Regions from separate parts of the Zea mays genome. Here region 1 is linked to region 2. A link is a contact called in public Hi-C data. All regions are on one chromosome and are shown on one strand. Each heading gives the region's core, a stretch centred on a gene start, on an enhancer-like site or on the middle of the called end of the contact. The rest is flanking DNA. Distances are from core to core; before and after follow the strand shown. Region 1 holds the start of LOC100382223. Region 2 holds the start of LOC100382272.

Region 1 (5,914 bases), core at 226-2,725, 530 kb after region 2:
GCACGAGTCTCCAGGCTCGTGTCGAGAGCGCATCGGTACCGGAGAGGTCGGTGCCTCGGACGGCCTGCGCGTGCAGAGCCCAAACTCTCACGCACACGCACCGACGCAGCGCCATCTCTCCTCTTTCATCCGAAACCCACGGAGACAGAGCACGGCAGCGTGTAGCAGTGTCAGTGTGTAAATAAATAAATAAATAAATAAATAAAAATAGACATACTTCTACGAAACTATAAAAGTTATTAGAGAGAAATTAAAAAAAACCAGAAAATGGCATATATGGGAGTGATGAGAGGAAATAAATTGGAAACTTCTCGGCCAGGACAAATGGGCCCCACGCACGCCGCACATTCTCGTAGCTACGTACTAGCTTTCCTTTCCTTTGCGGACACGCCCGTCCGCGCCCACCAGGCCCACTGGACTGCTGTCCATCACGGCTGTACAGTACTAGTACATGCACCTCTCGCCGGGCCCACAAGCGGCCCTCCTCCTCCTGTCCTGGCCTCCTCGGGCCAGGAGCCAAGTTGCTGCCGTCGCGTCGGTCGTCGACTCGTCGTGATCGCGGGCAGCGCAGTAGCTGCCGCGTCCTTGGGTCCGTGCCTGGGTGGCGGAAAACTCGTACGCGTACGGCCAAACAAGCTCGAAGAATCACCGGAGCCGGCCGCTGGCCAGATCCAATCCAACAAGAACCGGATGGACCGAGCTTCACGGCAATCGTTTCGAAATCCGGCCACGCGGCCGTGGCATGTTGTAACACTTGAACCAAAGCACGACGAGCCCGAACCGATTCCCGGTTGCAGTGAGGGGTATTACTTCGCCTTCGTTTCAAAATAATTGCCACAAAGACCATTCTTTCCTCAAGTTCCTGTGGCTGTTCCTGGCCACATTCACCCTGTGCAGTAGTACTCCTGCATGGATGCACAAGCACAAAGACCATTCTTTCCGATCGTGCACCGCCCACTTTTGTTGGTCAAAGCATCCAACATCCAGCACCATTGCAACACGATGAGGGGCGGATCAATGGCACTTTTGTGGTGTCAAATTCTGGACTGGATTGAGTGGTTCACTGTTTTCTGGTCTGGAACCGTTTCCGACTTGGAACCTTCAAGGCAACCGAACACGGGGACGCCACATCCTGGGGACGATATGGCCACCATGGTGACACCGTCGGCGATGGAAATTGAGGTCTTATTTACGTAGTGTAGTTTAAAGTAGAAAACGCTGTAGGCATTCCATGGAGAGGCGAAGCCTTATTGCTGCGTGCCAAGTTCGGGACGATGAAGAACGGGCTCCGGCGCTGCCAGCCTGCCACCATGGGCTCTCATTCGGGAGAAGACAGAAGAACGACTGTGGGTTGGAAAGGGCTGTAGCTGTAGTTGCCCTTGGCAGGAGGGGAGGAGTGGAGGACGCCAGCTGAGAAAAGCCGCACGACTTGGCACTTGCCCAGAGTCCACTCACCTCTATAAATTCGTGCCCACCCCGCTTCAGGTTCCATTCCTCATCACCAAGCCGAACCACAGAGCTCCCCCACACCCACAGCGGGGTGAAGCGAATCGCATCAAATTCGACCGAAGAATCGCGCCGCTCGGCCCGGCCACCATGAGCTTCTCGTCCATGAGCAAGCAGCAGGTGCTGGACGCCGGTGACGGGGAGGGGGAGGAGGTCATGGAGCTCATCCCGGGCCTGCCGGAGGAGGTGGCCGAGAAGTGCCTCCTCCACCTGCCCTTCCTCTACCACCGCCTCTTCCGCACCGTCTCCTCCACCTGGAACCGCTTCCTCACGGACGCCCTGGCCAAGCCACTGCTGTTCCCTCACGCGGCGGGGGCGGGGACCGCGGCCACGGGGTCGGTGCCCTTCCTCTTCGCCCTCGCCTTTGACCCCATGTCGCGGCGCCTCCAGTGCCAGGCGCTCGACCGTTTCTCGAGGAAGTGGCTCCTGCTCCCGCCGGTGCCCGGCGGCGCCGCGGCCGGGTCGTTCGCGGTGGTGGGGCTCCCCCGCCGCGGCCAGATCTACGTGATTGGGGGCGTCGAGGAGGGCGGCGACAAGGCCGTGACGAGCGTGGCGGTGTACAGCGCCGCGCGGAACGGGTGGGAGGAGGCGGCGGCGATGCGGACGCCCCGCGGGTACATGGCGGCCGGGGAGGTGGGAGGGCGGGTGGTGGTGGCCGGGGAGGACGGCGAGGCGGAGGTCTTCGACCCGGAGGCCGGGCGGTGGTCGCCGGCCGCGCCGCGCCGCGGCGCCGCCGTGGCGCGGTACGACGCGGCGGCGGCGGGCGGGAAGCTGTACGTGACGGAGGGTTGGGCGTGGCCGTTCGAGCGCGCGCCGCGCGGCGCCGTGTACGACGCCGCCGCGGACTCGTGGTGCGAGATGGCGCGCGGGATGCGGGAGGGGTGGACGGGCTCCTGCGCCGTCGCCGGCGGCCGGATGTATATCGTGGCGGAGTACGGGGAGTGGCGGCTGAAGCGGTACGACGAGGCCCGGGACGAGTGGCGGATGGTGGCCGGCACCGGGGTGCCCCCCGAGGTGCGCCGGCCGCACGTGGTCGCTGGCGAGCTCGGGGAGGTCGCTGGCGGGAGGCGGAGGATATACGTCGTCGGCGCCGGGCTCGACGTCGCCGTGGGCACGGTTTCTGCCGCCGCATCCGCCGCCGCCGCGGTACCCGGCGTCGAGGACGAAGTGGTGGAGTGGGAGGTGGTCAAGGGCTCCGCCGAGTTCGCCGGGATGGCGCCCTGCAACGCGCAGGTCCTATACGCTTGAGGCGCCGCCGGACCCCGCCTTCGGGTAGAACGTCCGCAAACCGATGGTTCGGTACCAGTCGGCGCACCCACAGGGGTCCACCAGCCCCGTGCCGCATCACGTCGCCGGCGAAGCGCATACCTAGCCCACATGTCAGTGGAACGCGACGGCTCCCGCTCCATCGTCTCGCCGGCAGGAGCGAGTGGCTTGCTGTTCCTGTTCCTGCTAGGAGAGAAGTATATAGATGACCCAGAAGAAACCAGATGCGCAAACGCAGCTGCACAGGCTCGCAAGTCGCAACGTGGTGGTCTGGTGGACGAGTGTGTGAACCGTGAGCGAGCATTGATGGCACTAGAGAAAGGCTGAAAAATCTTTTCTTCCATGTGGGGCCGAGGAAGTGTGCAAGCAGTAGAACTTATTTTTCTTTTCAGGCTTTTTTTTACCTGTGTATATTGGATTTTGGTAAAGACTTTATTTGCGTTCGTCGCAATGCACAAACATCCGGATCGAACCGTACATCTAAAATCGTAGAGCTGAGGCCAATGTTCCTACCTTATGTTCAGTGTACTTTGGAGAGGATTCCTTCTGCTACGATCCTTATGGACTAGTTTGAGAATTTTATTTTCTCTGGTGATTTTTATTTTTCTAAGTGAAAATAAATTAAACAAAATTTTCTTAGGAAAATAAAAATCATTTGAAAAAATAGGATTCTAGACTTTTAATCTCACAGATTCTTTAATTGTTTATTTCTTTGTGATATTAACTCTTTTAAGCTCAGTTCTACCTACAAAGCAGCGTCGAAAAATTTAGGTGTTGCTAACGTAACGACAAACAAAATTTCATGACACAATTTAAAGCAACTCGCAACTACAAATAAGTGATAGATGTGCAAAATATCTTATTCAAGAGTCATCGTGATCATAATCCATTTACAACAAAATGCCATATTGAATGAAATCTGAAAAAAAGAAAAAAAAATGAGTTAACAACGTCAAATTGAAGTAAAAATTGTTGAACAAGTGAAATAAGAATAAACCTCTAGTTGAGTTGAGTTCTAGGACCTAGTTTCTTATTTTGAAATACCTTCTTAAATTTCTGAAGATCGAGTCCTTTAAAATTTTTTCTTTCAATATAGCACGCCGTCAAGTCATTTAACCAACCATGAGACATCTTATTGCGTAACTCAGTCTTGATAGTATTCATAGCAGAGAAGTCCCTTTCAACTCTTGCAGTCGCCACCGGTAACCGCAGTGTTAACTCAATAAGTCGATATACCAATATGCCCCTCAAGTTGAATAATTGTCTTTGATAGACTCGCAAAATCATGACAAGGTTTAAACTCTTCAAGTCTTCGCACATGAATAATAAAGTTCTTTGATGATCTTTTATAGTTTTGTCATCGTCAAAAGAAGAATCATTATATATATATATAAGCTCATCCACATCAAACTTAGAGAACGAGTTTCTTGGGTCAAGACAAGAAAAACACACCAACAACTCTGAAGATATCTCATTAAAGCGATGATCCAACTCTGTGGTGATATAATCTATAGCAGCATAGAAAGTATCAACACAATAAAAATGTTCTATGGTAATATTGTTTCTCCCACCTTTCCTTGATCGAACAAAACATGGTACAACATCACTCGTTTTTTATATTGGGATATCATTTGCAATGCAAAATGTTGTGGTTTCTTCCAACGGTAGCTCCCAACCATCATTTTCAAAATAACCAAACATGTTCTCACATCAACAACCAAAGACATGGCTTGGACAACATTTTAATCCTTTCTTTGTGATACGAAGGATCAGTAACATCATCTTCATCATAAACACAAAGCTGAAACACTCCATTTTTTCAACAATGCCACCTGCACGTGATGGATTGCGCTCATCTTGATGCACAATTTAAGACTCCTATTATTGATTCCCACACTAACTCAATACAGAGCAAAGTCTTGTAATGAGATCCCATCTTGTATCTCTAGGTCTTCACAATGATGTTTCTTGTTGTTTGCCTCTGTGTGATGAAAATTCTCCACTCTCCAACTTAGATAAGAGATTCAAACGATGCTTATGTTGTAATATATCATTCTTTTTGCAAGAAGCACTAGTGCTACTCACAAATGATGTTACATACTCAAAGAAATCCTCATGTGACAATAGAACCACTAATGCATCATGGCAAAATTTATCATCCATTCAATCATGCTTAAAAAGATAACAATAGAAGCAATAAGCCTTATTCTTCTCCACACTATATTCCAACCAACTATGTTGTCTAAACCAATGTTTTTGACCAATTGGTTGAGTCAAACCTTTAGCTATGAAAGCCCTTCTAACTTCATCTCTAATTGTCGGGGACCATAATTAGGGTTACCCTCAAGGCTCCTAAATCTCAGCTGGTAACCCCCATCAGCACAAAGCTGCAAAGGCCTGATGGGTGCGACTAAGTCAAGGATCGGTCCATTCGAGGGACGCGATCACGCCTCGCTCGAGCCCAGCCTCGGGCAAGGGCAGCTGACCCCGAAGGATCTACGTCTCGCCCGAGGCCCCCCTCCAGCAACGGACACGCCTTCGGCTCGCCCAAGCCCAGTCTTCACCAAGAAGCAACCTTGGCCAAATCGCCACGCCAACCGACCAAATCGCAGGGGCATTTAATGCAAAGGTGGCCTGACACCTTTATCCTGACGCACACCCTCCAGTCAACAGAGCCGAAGTGACCGCAGTCACTTCGCCGCTCCACTGACCGGTCTGACAAAAGGACAGCGCCGCCTGCGCCGCTCTGACTGCTGTGCCACTCAACAGAGTGAGGCTGACAGCGGCCAAGCCCGACCCTAGGCGCCATGGGAAACTCCGCTTCGCCCGACCCCATGGCTCGGACTCGGGCTCAGCCTCGGAAGACGGCGAACAACGCTCCGCCCGACCCCAGGGCTCGGACTCGGGCTCAGCCCCGGAAGACGACGAACTCCGCTCCGCCCGACCCCAGGGCTCGGACTTGGGCTCAGCCCCGGAAGACGGCGAACTCCGCTCCGCCCGACCCCAGGGCTCGGACTCGGGCTCAGCCCCGGAAGACGGCGAACTCCGCTCCTCCCGACCCCAGGGCTCGGACTCGGGCTCAGCCCCCGCTCCGCCCGACCCCAGGGCTCGGACTCGGGCTCAGCCCCGGAAGACGGCGAAC
Region 2 (6,066 bases), core at 1,801-4,300:
CCCTTTTATAGCCCCAAGGCAGCTAGGAGCCGTTGGAGCTCCATTTGGTAGGTAATTCTTGCCTTCTGTTCGTCAGTGCACCGGACTGTCCGGTGCACACCGGACAGTGAACAATACGAGCACAGGACGCAACAGAGAATCCCCTGATTGGCTGGTTTCCTTTTCTGTGGGGCACCGGACCGTCCGGTGCGCAATATGACCGTTGGCGCTTATCGACGTGGCAGGTAGCCGTTGCACGGCTGGAGCACCGGACTGTCCGGCGCCTCGCGCGAACTGTCCGGTGATTTATAGTCGACGTAGCTAGGGAAAAACCCGAGAGCGACGAGTTGCGCAGACCGTGCACCGGACTGTTGTCACACCCGGATTTAAGGGACAGCCGAGTGCATCTCATATATGCGCTAAAGAAGACAACACATATAATAATGGAGTGTATAGAGATAAATGTCACAATATAATCAGGTACTTATTACATAGCGGAAGTCTTACAAAATAAAAGATAAATATAAATCGAACTAAAGTCCATCCTTGGCGCCATAAAGTCAACTGGGAGACGCCACCTAGATCAAGTCAAACTCCTCGTTGTGTGGCTCCTCTTGAACCACCTGTTCTTCTCCTGTGGTGGGGTGTGAGACAGCAAGGGTGAGCTCACACATGTTCATCGCTCAACAAGTTGTGGGGAATAATGTGCATGAACTCACCAAAGGTGGGAGTTCATGTGATGTGTAAGGCTGATTAATAATAGGGGTTAAATCTAAGCATTGCTTTTAATAAGTTGGTCAAAATTTTATTAGCAGTTTTACACTCTGCAGAGGTTGTACCCTGCACCCACAAGTCATGTTACACATCTACCACTGGGTTATACGAGCCCCATACACCTCTACCAAGGAAGCGAGGCAGGGTAACACTACGAGGCCTTTACAAAGTTCCACTAGCTTCCGAAAACCCGCTACAGTTTATGGGAAGAGCAATTGTAGGAATCCCTCGTCTGACTGCCATCGCAGCAAAATCAACCCGAGAACCTCCCTACATGCCTACTCCCCTACTGCATGGATGGTGAAACTGAAGTTAGGGTTTGGACTGAGAAATTGAGGGAAATGAAACAGGAATTCTTGAGCTCACCCAAGAATGGAGATGGAGATGAGGTTCTCCACCATCACATGAAGATACCGTGTTGGATACTCCTTTGTATTATTTTTCTTCCTTTCTTTCTTCTCTGGTCTTGTTTCTCCACTATAAGAGGAGAGCATGAGTGAGTGAGTGGGAGAGCTAAACCAACAAAATGGAGTTGTTCCCGTTTCATGCTGATAGGTGGGCCCAAGGTAAAGGGGAGAGAGACAACTCACCCATAGTGATTCTAATAAGTGTTCTTTTGGACAGTCTATTAGGACATTAGATAGTATTGACATAAATTGAATTTGGGATATTGAATTTGAATGGAAGAGGGTTGATGTTGGAACACTTACCACTTGTTTGAATTGAATAGGCAATGCTTGACCGAGCAAGCAATCCTGGCACTTAATTCCATCTACAGCGTAGGTAGGAACCTTGTGGGGGTTAAGAGAGTACTTCTTGGGCGATATATCAGAGGGTCCTATTGAACAACTATAGAGCTGACCATGGTTGACTCTGATTGACTTGGATTGATTGGAGAAGATTATGGGAGTTGAGAAATAAATTTAGGGTTCTTGTCCTATAGAGGATGAATAGAAGGCCCTTCGTTGAAGAGATAAAGTTGTCCATTGTCGGAGAAGAGTTAACCCAGAGTTATGACTCAGTGTCATGGTAGAAAAGTTCGGTGATTCAATCGTACGACGGGAAGGGCTTACACTAAAGTCCTACGGGAGATCGGTGAGTCTTAGAGAAACATTGCTAAAAAAGTTTAGTTTACAACTACAATTGGATTGTGATAAATATAATTTATAGCTAACTTAATATTATTAATTTTGTATCTTAAATATTAATATTTTTTATATAACATGAACTAAAAATCGTTAAAGGGGACAAGTGTAGTTTTGTATAGATCAGTAAGTACACGACACATGTGTCATCCTCCGTTCACGTTACCAGGGCGGTGTAGCCTTGTGACGCAGTTGCACACGCTGACAAAACCGGCGACATCACGTTCGAAAGCATGGTTAACAGCAAGCCCAGAAGAGGAAACGCGCACCGATCTCACTCTCACCCTGCCTCCAATGCAATAGCCGGCCTGGCAAGCTGGTTCGGTGAAAAGTGAAAACAAAGTCAATAGGACGTGCTACAGATTACTAATAGTACAGTCAACTCTCTCGACTGACCCGGAGTCCGTGGAAGGATGCCCGCCGTGGACACCCTCGAACTCGTTACCGGCTCCCCCACCGACATTGCGGCCCCATCAGTGATCTGTCCCCCACCAACCCTTCCACCACGCCGCGGCGGTATAATAACCCGGCTTCCTCCCCAATTCCGCCACTCCTCAGCTCAGGCGAGCAGCGGAGCCGAGCAGAGCCTCGAGATCCCGCCCACCATTTGCCCTCCGGCCGACGCGGAGCCGATCGCTTCACCGGCAGCGAGGACGATGGGTTCCGTCGCGGAGGACTCCACCGCGGCAGCGGCAGCAGCGGCGTCGGTAGTGTTCCGCTCCAAGCTACCCGACATCGAGATCCCGCGGAACCTCTCGCTGCAGGCCTACTGCTTCGAGCGGCTCCCCGAGGTGTCCTCCCGCCCCTGCCTCATCGACGGGCAGACGGGCGCCGTGCACACCTACGCCGAGGTGGACCGCCTGTCGCGCTCCGCGGCGGCGGCGCTGCGCGGGCTCGGGGTGGGCAGGGGCGACGTGGTGATGGCGCTGCTCCGCAACTGCCCCGAGTTCGCCTTGGTCTTCCTCGGCGCGGCGCGGCTGGGCGCCGCCACCACCACGGCCAACCCGTTCTACACCCCGCACGAGATCCACCGCCAGGCGGCCGCGGCGGGGGCCAGGGTGGTCGTCACCGAGGCCTGCGCCGTCGACAAGGTGCGCGGGTTCGCCGCCGAGCGCGGCGTGCCGGTGGTCGCCGTCGACGGCGCCTTCGACGGGTGCCTGGAGCTGCGGGCCCTGGTGGACGCCGCCGAGCCGCTCGCCGCCGACGAGGAGGTCGGCCCCGACGACGTCGTCGCGCTGCCCTACTCCTCCGGCACCACCGGGATGCCCAAGGGCGTCATGCTCACGCATCGCAGCCTCGTCACCAGCGTCGCGCAGCAGGTGAGAGCGGGCGGAGATCCTCGTCCCTCCTGCCGCCGCTGGCCTGCTCCCATTCCGTTTCGGTCCCGTTAGTTCTAGCGCGAGGAAATTTTTTTATTATTTATTTCAGTTTCCTGTGCCTCTTCGATTCGAAGTGGCGTGACGGCGCCCACGCTTTCCAGCTCGGGAGGATTTTTTCCCCTCTCCTACGCGCTTTTCAGTCGGCGCGAAATAGAACGATCATTTACCACCCCGTCATGAGCCGTTTAATGCGACAGCCTGTCTCGTGGCTAGCCTCCCGTGGGCCGCGGCTGTCAGTAGCAGTAACTCTAGGCAGGCAGGCAGGCAGCCAGAGGCCCAGAGCCAGCTGTTTGACAATCTCACGATCCGGCCCGAGATCCGTGCCGATGTACAGTACTCCGTACTAGTATTATGATTTTAATGGCGCGCTAGCGTTCAACTCGATTTGACTTGCGGGATGGATTTTTTCAGGTGGACGGCGAGAACCCGAACCTGTACTTCAGCAAGGATGACGTGGTGCTGTGCGTGCTGCCGCTGTTCCACATCTACTCGCTGAACTCGGTGCTCCTGGCGGGGCTGCGCGCCGGCTGCGCCATCGTGATCATGCGCAAGTTCGAGATCGGCGCGCTGGTGGAGCTGGTGCGCGCGCACGGCGTGACCGTGGCGCCCTTCGTGCCGCCCATCGTGGTGGAGATCGCCAAGAGCCCCCGCGTGGGCGCCGCCGACCTCGCCTCCATCCGCATGGTCATGTCCGGCGCCGCGCCCATGGGGAAGGACCTCCAGGACGCGTTCATGGCCAAGATCCCCAACGCCGTGCTCGGCCAGGTCTGTTCGCGCCCCCCACAATCCTCCACACCTCGTAACCACGCTTCACGAATCAACGAAATGCCGGTTTCGTGATTAAGTGCATGTGCATGTCCACAGTGGTAGCAGTACGAGTAGTATTATTATAATTGTACACTGTAGTAGCATAGTGAGCGCGCGAGGTAGTGAAAGGGATGAGATAGAGAGTTGGTGGGGGGTAGCATTAGCGTACGCCCGCGCTTTTGTCGTGTTTTTTTTATGGCTGCATGACCACTCGGGTTTGCTTGTGCCGCCTGCCAAGGCGACGTCTCAACCACAACGAACGCCTTTACGCCGGCGCTCTGTTTGTTCGCCCGCGCCTGATGGAGGCGCTAGTGTGGTGTGGTGAAAGGTCGGTGCGCACGGCAAGCCCATGATTCCGGTTGCCGTCTCGCTAAGAAAGCATTTCGTTCAACCACTTGTTCCGGTCTTTTCCTCCCAGACTCTGGGTGGGCGAGTCCCACCACGGATGCCGGTGCACCTACATCGTTGTACTTGTACAAGACCGAGACGATAGGTTTTGTCTGTTGAAACGGGAATGTGATGTTTACGAATAACCTCTGTTCGTTTCCACCAGGGGTACGGGATGACCGAGGCGGGGCCCGTGCTGGCCATGTGCCTGGCCTTCGCCAAGGAGCCGTTCGAGGTCAAGTCCGGCTCCTGTGGCACCGTCGTCAGGAACGCGGAGCTGAAGATCGTCGACCCAGACACCAGCGCGTCGCTGGGACGGAACCAGCCAGGCGAGATATGCATCCGCGGCGAACAAATCATGAAAGGTACCGTCCAAAGCTTTCACCACTTATGGCTAGCGTGGATAACCTTTTTTTTCTTCGAGTTATTATGCACACTAACGTCGAAGAGCGCACGTATATAAGCATCTTTAAAGATCGAGCAATACCGTTAAATTCTGAAATAAACGAAGAGTCAAACCTAGCATCTACAGATGCTAATGGACTACGCACCCTTTCACAACTAGCATGGGCAACTTGATAATTTTTCTTTAGAATTAAGGTAGAGCCCACTAGCACGTAAACTAATTTGTCTTCTCCTTCGCCGTCGACCATCAGTCATTAAAGCCTGGGTAGCATCAGAATACTGTTTGCCCTTGTACACATGGGTACTTCAGGAATTGGTTCCGTTATGTTGAGCACCAGATTTGGCTGTGACCCAGACGGTCCACGCCTTAGACGGTTCGCGGTGTAGGTCGAACGGTCCACGATTAGATTAACTTAGGCGATTCTTTATCCCACGCGTGCTAAGTTTGGATCCATACCTCTCCCTGTATATACGAAGTGGTACGGCCGATTGAGGCATCACTTAATCGATCAAACAATCTATTTACCCGTTCCTTTACATTCTTACCCTAGGAGTAACAGTAATTTAGTCTAAATTAGTCTTCTTTATCCCCAAGCTTTACCTCTCCTCGGCTTGACGTCGAGTGGTCTGCTGATCCCAATTACTTCCTGACGGGATCCTCCCGAAGTTCTACAAGTGATCATCATAGCCTCTGCGCTGAGCGGATGGTCCGCTGCCATGCAGAGAAGAACAGAGCCCTCTCCACAAGTTGCGGACGGTCCGCTCACGCAAAGAGTACCTCAAGTCCTCGCTCCCTACAAGCGAGATCACGGTGCGCTAGGTGACTGGCCAAAAGAGCACCAAAACGTCAGGAATAAAACAATTAGGCCTTTTTCATGTCAGTTGTCCGTGTATATCAAACATTTCCAACTTATATGATTACAGGTTCGGGAAATCTGAGAAAATAATTAAAAAAATTTGCATTCTCGTAGCTGGTTCATGGCTATCATGGGTGTGCATGTGCTCCTTTCCTGCTGGAACAGCATTCTACTGGTTGTGTTTGGTACCTACCGATATGTTGGCTAGTCTAAGTAGGTGTAGTTGTTGTACCAAAGCTCCCTTTGGCACACTAAAAGTTCGCGTTCGGTGCACGTCCGGTTTAGCTACATAGTGGTTGCCTATTTGTTCGGTTGTTGCAACCTAAGCACCAC

The links. Hi-C and Micro-C count contacts between places; a contact is called where the count stands out from the background.
Region 1: a contact with region 2 is called in a Hi-C map of bundle sheath, with 2.4 times the contacts expected there. The contact joins the promoter of LOC100382223 here to the promoter of LOC100382272 in region 2. A contact is called at or near these places in 3 of 25 Hi-C or Micro-C datasets (bundle sheath, endosperm and leaf mesophyll).

The regions. Positions count from the first base shown.
Region 1 is chr9:112,741,030-112,746,943 of Zm-B73-REFERENCE-NAM-5.0, forward strand. It overlaps LOC100382223, which reads left to right and starts at 1,476. Exons shown (of 1, transcript NM_001174979.1): 1 at 1,476-3,228. The coding sequence starts at 1,597. The coding sequence ends at 2,754.
Region 2 is chr9:112,210,291-112,216,356 of Zm-B73-REFERENCE-NAM-5.0, forward strand. LOC100382272 reads left to right here and starts at 3,051. Exons shown (of 6, transcript NM_001175023.1): 1 at 3,051-3,217; 2 at 3,689-4,042; 3 at 4,638-4,836. The coding sequence starts at 3,161.